Regions from separate parts of the Ovis aries genome. Here region 2 is linked to region 1. Evidence: chromatin contacts called from public Hi-C data. All regions are on one chromosome and are shown on one strand. The core of a region is the stretch at or near the end of the contact, and the rest is flanking DNA. Distances in the headings are between cores, read along the strand shown. Region 1 has its middle 13 kb from the start of CDH20. Region 2 overlaps CDH20 (cadherin 20).

Region 1 (2,700 bases), core at 198-2,697:
CAAGGGAAATATTTTTCAATAAACCAAATTTTTCCCCATAAGAAATTCAATGTGAACTTTAGATAAATAAAGAAAATAGATTTATTTTGGAGATCTTATAGGAGAAAAAGGGACAGGACTCAGGAGAAATTTGTTGTGATTTTACTTAGCATGTTTAGGACTAAAAATTCTCACCATTCTTTCCAGAAATAAAACAGTAGGAGCAATTGGGGCTTCTTTGGGGATGGAGATATTTTTGGAAAAGAAAAAGAGTATTTGGGGACAGGGAACCAAAACTCAGGGAAGATGGAGTTAGAATGGCATTCCAGGAATTTTCACCTAACAAAGAAGGACTGCAGTTGGTACACGACAGAACTGATGATGGCGCCAATGGTAGTAACATCTCAGTTCAGTTCAGTTCAGGTCAGTCGCTCAGTTGTGTCCGACTCTTTGCAGCTCCATGGACTGCAGCACGCCAAGCCTCCCTGTCCATCACCAACTCCCAGAGTTTACTCAAACTCATGTCCATTGAGTCAGTGATGCCATCCAACCATCTCATCCTCTGTCGTCCCCTTCTCCTCCCACCTTCAATCTTTCCCGGCATCAGGGTCTTTTCCAATGAGTCAGCTCTTCACATCAGGTGGCCAAAGTATTGGAGTTTCAGCCTCAACATCAGTCCTTCCGATGAATATTCAGGACTGATTTTCGTTAGGATGGACTGGTTGGATCTCCTTGCAGTCCAAGGGGCTCTCAAGAGTCTTCTCCAACACCACAGTTCAGAAGCATCAACTCTTGGATTCTCAGCTTTCTTTATGGTCCAACTTTCACATCCATACATGACCACTGGAAAAACCATAGCCTTGACTAGATGGTCCTTTGTCGGCAAAGTACTGTCTCTGCTTTTCCATATGCTGTCTAGGTTGGTCATAGCTTTTCTTCCAAGGAGCAAGCGTCTTTTAATTTCATGGCTGCATCACCATCTGCAGTGACTTTGGAGCCCAAGAAAATAAAGTCTCTCACTGTTTCTATTGTTTCTCCATCTAATAATATCTCGATGTGGCGTTTTTCTCTTGTTTACTATGGGACTGAGACGGTGCCTAACATTTGTATACATATTTAACTTGCATCATCACAGTTTAAGGTAGCTACTATTCCTATCCCCACAGACAAGGACAGTGAGGTTTACCAAGCTTAACTGGTTTTACCAGAGCCCAAAGACAAATGGATTATGGGCACAGTTTAAGAAATTATTCCAGTAAATATGCTGTTAGCAGAAGTCTTTCAGGTGTGGAGAACAAGGACCCAGTGGTGATTCTTTATGTGGAAGGCTTAGAGTCTGTGTGAGGAAGAAGGGCGAGTCTGCGGCCGTTTGGGAGGACCGTCTGGGAGGACCGTCTGGAATGAGACCTTAAAGGGCTAAAGCTCCTGCCCCCTGCGCTTCCCGATGCAGCTGCGCCACCTAGAGGTGGAAGGCGAGACAGGATGAGGGGCCGCAGAAAAGACGGGAAACTAACAAGGCGTTGACGGGGAGGGAAGCCAGACATGCGAAGGGCAGCGAGGACTACAGAGAGGGGCCGGAAGAGCTGTCCAGGGCAGTGCCGGTAGGAGAGTTCCTGCTGAACAAAACAGCTGAGAATCCACTGCTCTAGAAGCCATGGGTCTGCAGAGGGGGAAAGGAGAGGCGAGACCTGTGGCTGTCACCAGCAGGGAGACCCAAGGCAGGGACGGTGATTAATCGGCAGAGCGTGGGCCCCAATCCCTGAGGTAAGCATCAAGGAGAGAAACCGGAGGAGCGAGGAGGAAGCTGGGAACTAAGAAAAGTCACCCGTGCCTTCGTGGCTTCTGAAAGAGAAATAACTCAGCAAGGTGGGAAGTCCGGGAAGCTGTCTGCTGGAGGAGAGCCGGGTGAGGTGTGGAATGGGGCAGGGTCTTGCAGAGTAAGAAACCAGACGCGTGGTTTGAAAACACTTGTCAAGAGGATTACGTGTCTGGCCAGGAATGGGCTGGAATTTGGAATTACATTTGGAAATACAGTTAAAAAGCCAATGATTGCCCTCTCCTGTCCCCTTTACTGCTCTCTCTGTGGTATGCTAATGGGCAGAGTTCAGCTCCATTTTCAACATTTCACTTCCTTTTATTTGGGGAACTCTTTGATCACTCCTTATCAATGGATACCTCTTGGGCCAGCCTCCCTAGAGGTACATGTTTCATTGGATTCAGCTGATTCTTGGCTCATCTAGCTCCGCAGTACATGTGACAGGTCTCTCCATCATCTGTCTAGCTCAAATATCTAGTACAGTGTTTACTAGACAGAGACAGTAAATAAATGTTTTTTGGAAAAAAGTTTCCTAACCTCTGAATGAATAATGCATTGTCCTTCAAAAGATAAAAGTCAAGTTAATTAGAAGAATCAGGAAAATTTAATTAATATCTATGGTGGAGGAATAAGCTCACTTCAGAATACGTAAAAGCTGAAACTCTGTTTAAAAAATCATGGAAGGGTGGGAATGTCTTCATTCAGCAAGAGAGAGAATGTTTGCAAGATAGGGGATGAGATTAAAGGCTTTCAAAGAAGAAATTTATTTGTATAGGAAAACAATGAGGAAATTAGAGCATGAATAACAGAAATCAAAGAGCAATAAAGGAAGATTTATATATAGGATGAAGCTGATACAGAAAAGAAGTAGAGCAATGGCAACTCCATCTGATTTGCAAGCAGAG
Region 2 (2,700 bases), core at 45-2,544, 190 kb before region 1:
GGTCACGGACTTCGCTTCAAGAATCTTGTGCCCCGCATGCCCAGGGCCCTTACAAAGCAAGCACTCAGTACCTGCTGTGAATCGAGGGGTTAAGTGATCCGACGGGTCACTACGTTCACCTCAAGCTTTGGCTTAGTCTCCCTGCGTGCATTCTCAACAGGTACAAAAAATCGATTCTTGTTGGAGAGAGGTGAAAAAAACTTAGATATTACAAATCTAAAGTTCATCCCTACCCAACAAAATCTTCTTGCTTAATATTTAGCTGTATGAGGGGAGCGGTCAGGGCATGACACTCAAGGAAGAAAAGGGTCTAACAGGGCTCCGGAGGGAGGTGATAGTGAAAAACAGAGAAACGCTGGTTTAGTGCCCTGGGAAGTTGGACCTAGGAGGGAAATGGTGATGTGAGGATTGCATGATAAATGCCCAAAAGGAACCCAGGAATAATTGAACTCAAGAGGGGCTCAGAGCGGCCTTTGTCTTTCGCCTCCGTCGCCGCTGCTCTGCCTTGACAGCGGCACTCTCGCCGGTTGGGTACTCACTCTGGGGGAAGCGGGGCGGGTTATCGTTGACATCCGAGAGGGTGATGTTGACAGTCGTGGTGCCCGCCAGCCCTCCGAGCTGCCCTCCCATGTCCTTGGCTTGGATGATCACCTCGTAGTACTCCTTGGCCTCTCGATCCATGTTCGTGAGCGCGGTCCTAATCACACCTGCAGGAGAGAAACGGGCTTTGTTTTTAAAAGCAGAGCCACCTGTCCTGTTTTAAAGACTGGGCTCTAGGCTCCTCCCTGTGCCTTGTCAGGGATGCAAGGCACCTGTTTCATTACACTTGAGGTCAGAATGCCGTTTTAGCTCAGTCGTGTCCAACTTTCTGCGACCCCATGGTCTGTACCCGGCCAGTTTCCTGTGTCCGTGGGATTTCCCTGGCAAGAATACTGGAGTGGGCTGCCATTTCCCTGTCCAAGGGATATTCCCAACCCAGGGATCGAACCGGCCCCTCCTGCATTGCACACAGATTCTTTATCAGTGGAGCCATCAGGGAATCCCCAGCTTAAAAAAAAAAAAACAACGCTGTGCTTAATCAGAGGGTTAATGAGTAAAGATTGTTCCAGCCGGAAGGACTTCAGCTCAGTTCAGTTGCTCAGTCGTGTCCGACTCTTCACGACCCCATGGACCAGAGCATGCCAGGCCTCCCTGTCCACCAGCAACTCCTCGAGCTCGCTGAGACCCCTCTCCATGGAGTCGGGCCTGGCGGGCTGGTTCCTACCGCGCATTCCCGGGAAGGACCAGGAGGTGGCAGCAGAGGCCCTCTAGCAGACCTGGGACCTGTGGGTCTGCAGCGACTTCAGGGCTGCTCCGTCTCACCCAACAAACGGCTTCAGGTGGGAAAGCAAAGCCTCATCGTCTGCAAGTCTGCGAGTTTAGATTCTTCTCCTTCAGCTCTCTCTCCAGTCGCTGGAGCCCTACTAGTGTGAGGGTCTCTTTCCAGCAGCCTCATTCCCAGGCTGCTTTCTCCTGCCTCCCCAGGGCCTGGAAGCAGGGGTGGAATTCAGAGTTGCTCTTCCTTTTGTTGTCTGTTCAGTCTGTTTTATTAGGCTCTGCCTACCTCTGTGCTTCACTGCATTCTGTGACTCAAGACATAGGAGCTGCTCTGAGATGTTCATTGTTAACACCATGAGAGATGAACTTGCCCAGATGGTGTGTATCATCAGGGTATAATAATGAGCTTCCATTTAGGGAGAGGGGTCTAAGTCAGAATCCTGTGAAATGTGTCGTTTGGATCCTGCCAAGGATGTGTGGGCGTGTTTGATCTTCCTTGTAACGCTTCCACTTAGAAAAGTTGACTTCTGTGCTCTCTAGGCAAAGATTAAGGCTTGTTTACTGCACGTTTGGCCCTTGGCTCAGCAGACCTTTGCATGCCAGGGGAGAAATGGGGAACCACAAGCCTCACTCCTGTAATGTACATGTCGCGTCACAGCAGCAACAGTCTAAAGTGAAATGCGCAGTGTTTTCTTGTTATAAATGCCCCCGGGGCATGGCAGTAACTATCTTTTTATGTATTTTTCACCTTAACACTATAGATGCCCCTTGGGAGCTGTCAAAATAATGTAAGTTTCCTCTTAACGATGTAAAGGACATATTACCCTCTTCCTGTCTGTATTTTCCCTCCCTGTGGGCAGCCCCTCATGGTCCCTCCCTCCATTTGTAGAATGGTGAAAATTAGTATTTTATAGAAATCCCTAACTGGAACCTTTTTTTCTTTCCTCCTACTAATTTATACTCTCTACTTTTATGACATAATTTTCTGAATGCCTGGTTCCCCTGAGGACTTCTGGAAAAAATTCTATCAGGTTGCTAATAAAATGTGTTTTTTCTATTTCATGTAAAAAGATGACTTTGAGTTTTGGCCTTGACTTTGTCTCTGTGGCTGTAAGTTTCTTGACTCAAGTTTTTTTGTGAATTACTCTTAGGTCCGTATGTTAATTTTCCCGTATGTAAAATGAAGTAATAATGCTTCCATATATTTTACAAGTTTACAAGATTGTTGGGACTCTCGAATATGGTGAGATCTCTGAATGTATTTTAAAAGGGAGAGAGTCTGGCACAAGTGCAAGATAACAATATGGAATGATATTATATATTAATAGCAATAATATCTGAGTTGCTCTGCCCAATTCAAAACGGTTAAAGGGAATTCTTCAT

Evidence for each region. Hi-C and Micro-C count contacts between places; a contact is called where the count stands out from the background.
Region 2: a Hi-C map of hypothalamus shows a contact between it and region 1, with 5 times the contacts expected there. The contact joins two enhancer-like sites. A contact is called at or near these places in 3 of 16 Hi-C or Micro-C datasets (hypothalamus, muscle and tail adipose tissue).

Annotation. Positions count from the first base shown.
Region 1 is chr23:60,185,673-60,188,372 of ARS-UI_Ramb_v3.0, reverse strand. No RefSeq gene overlaps it. Among named protein-coding and RNA genes, the nearest start is that of CDH20, 13 kb to the left of the region's middle. Within about 2 kb of position 1,447, at least 2 of the 54 cell types and tissues checked have an H3K27ac peak or open chromatin away from gene starts, as enhancers often do. A contact at or near this core is called in hypothalamus, where this site is marked.
Region 2 is chr23:60,375,860-60,378,559 of ARS-UI_Ramb_v3.0, reverse strand. It overlaps CDH20 (cadherin 20), which reads right to left. Exons shown (of 12, transcript XM_027960778.3): 5 at 540-707. Among named protein-coding and RNA genes, the nearest start is that of TRNAC-ACA, 140 kb to the right of the region's middle. Within about 2 kb of position 1,294, at least 7 of the 54 cell types and tissues checked have an H3K27ac peak or open chromatin away from gene starts, as enhancers often do. A contact at or near this core is called in hypothalamus, where this site is marked.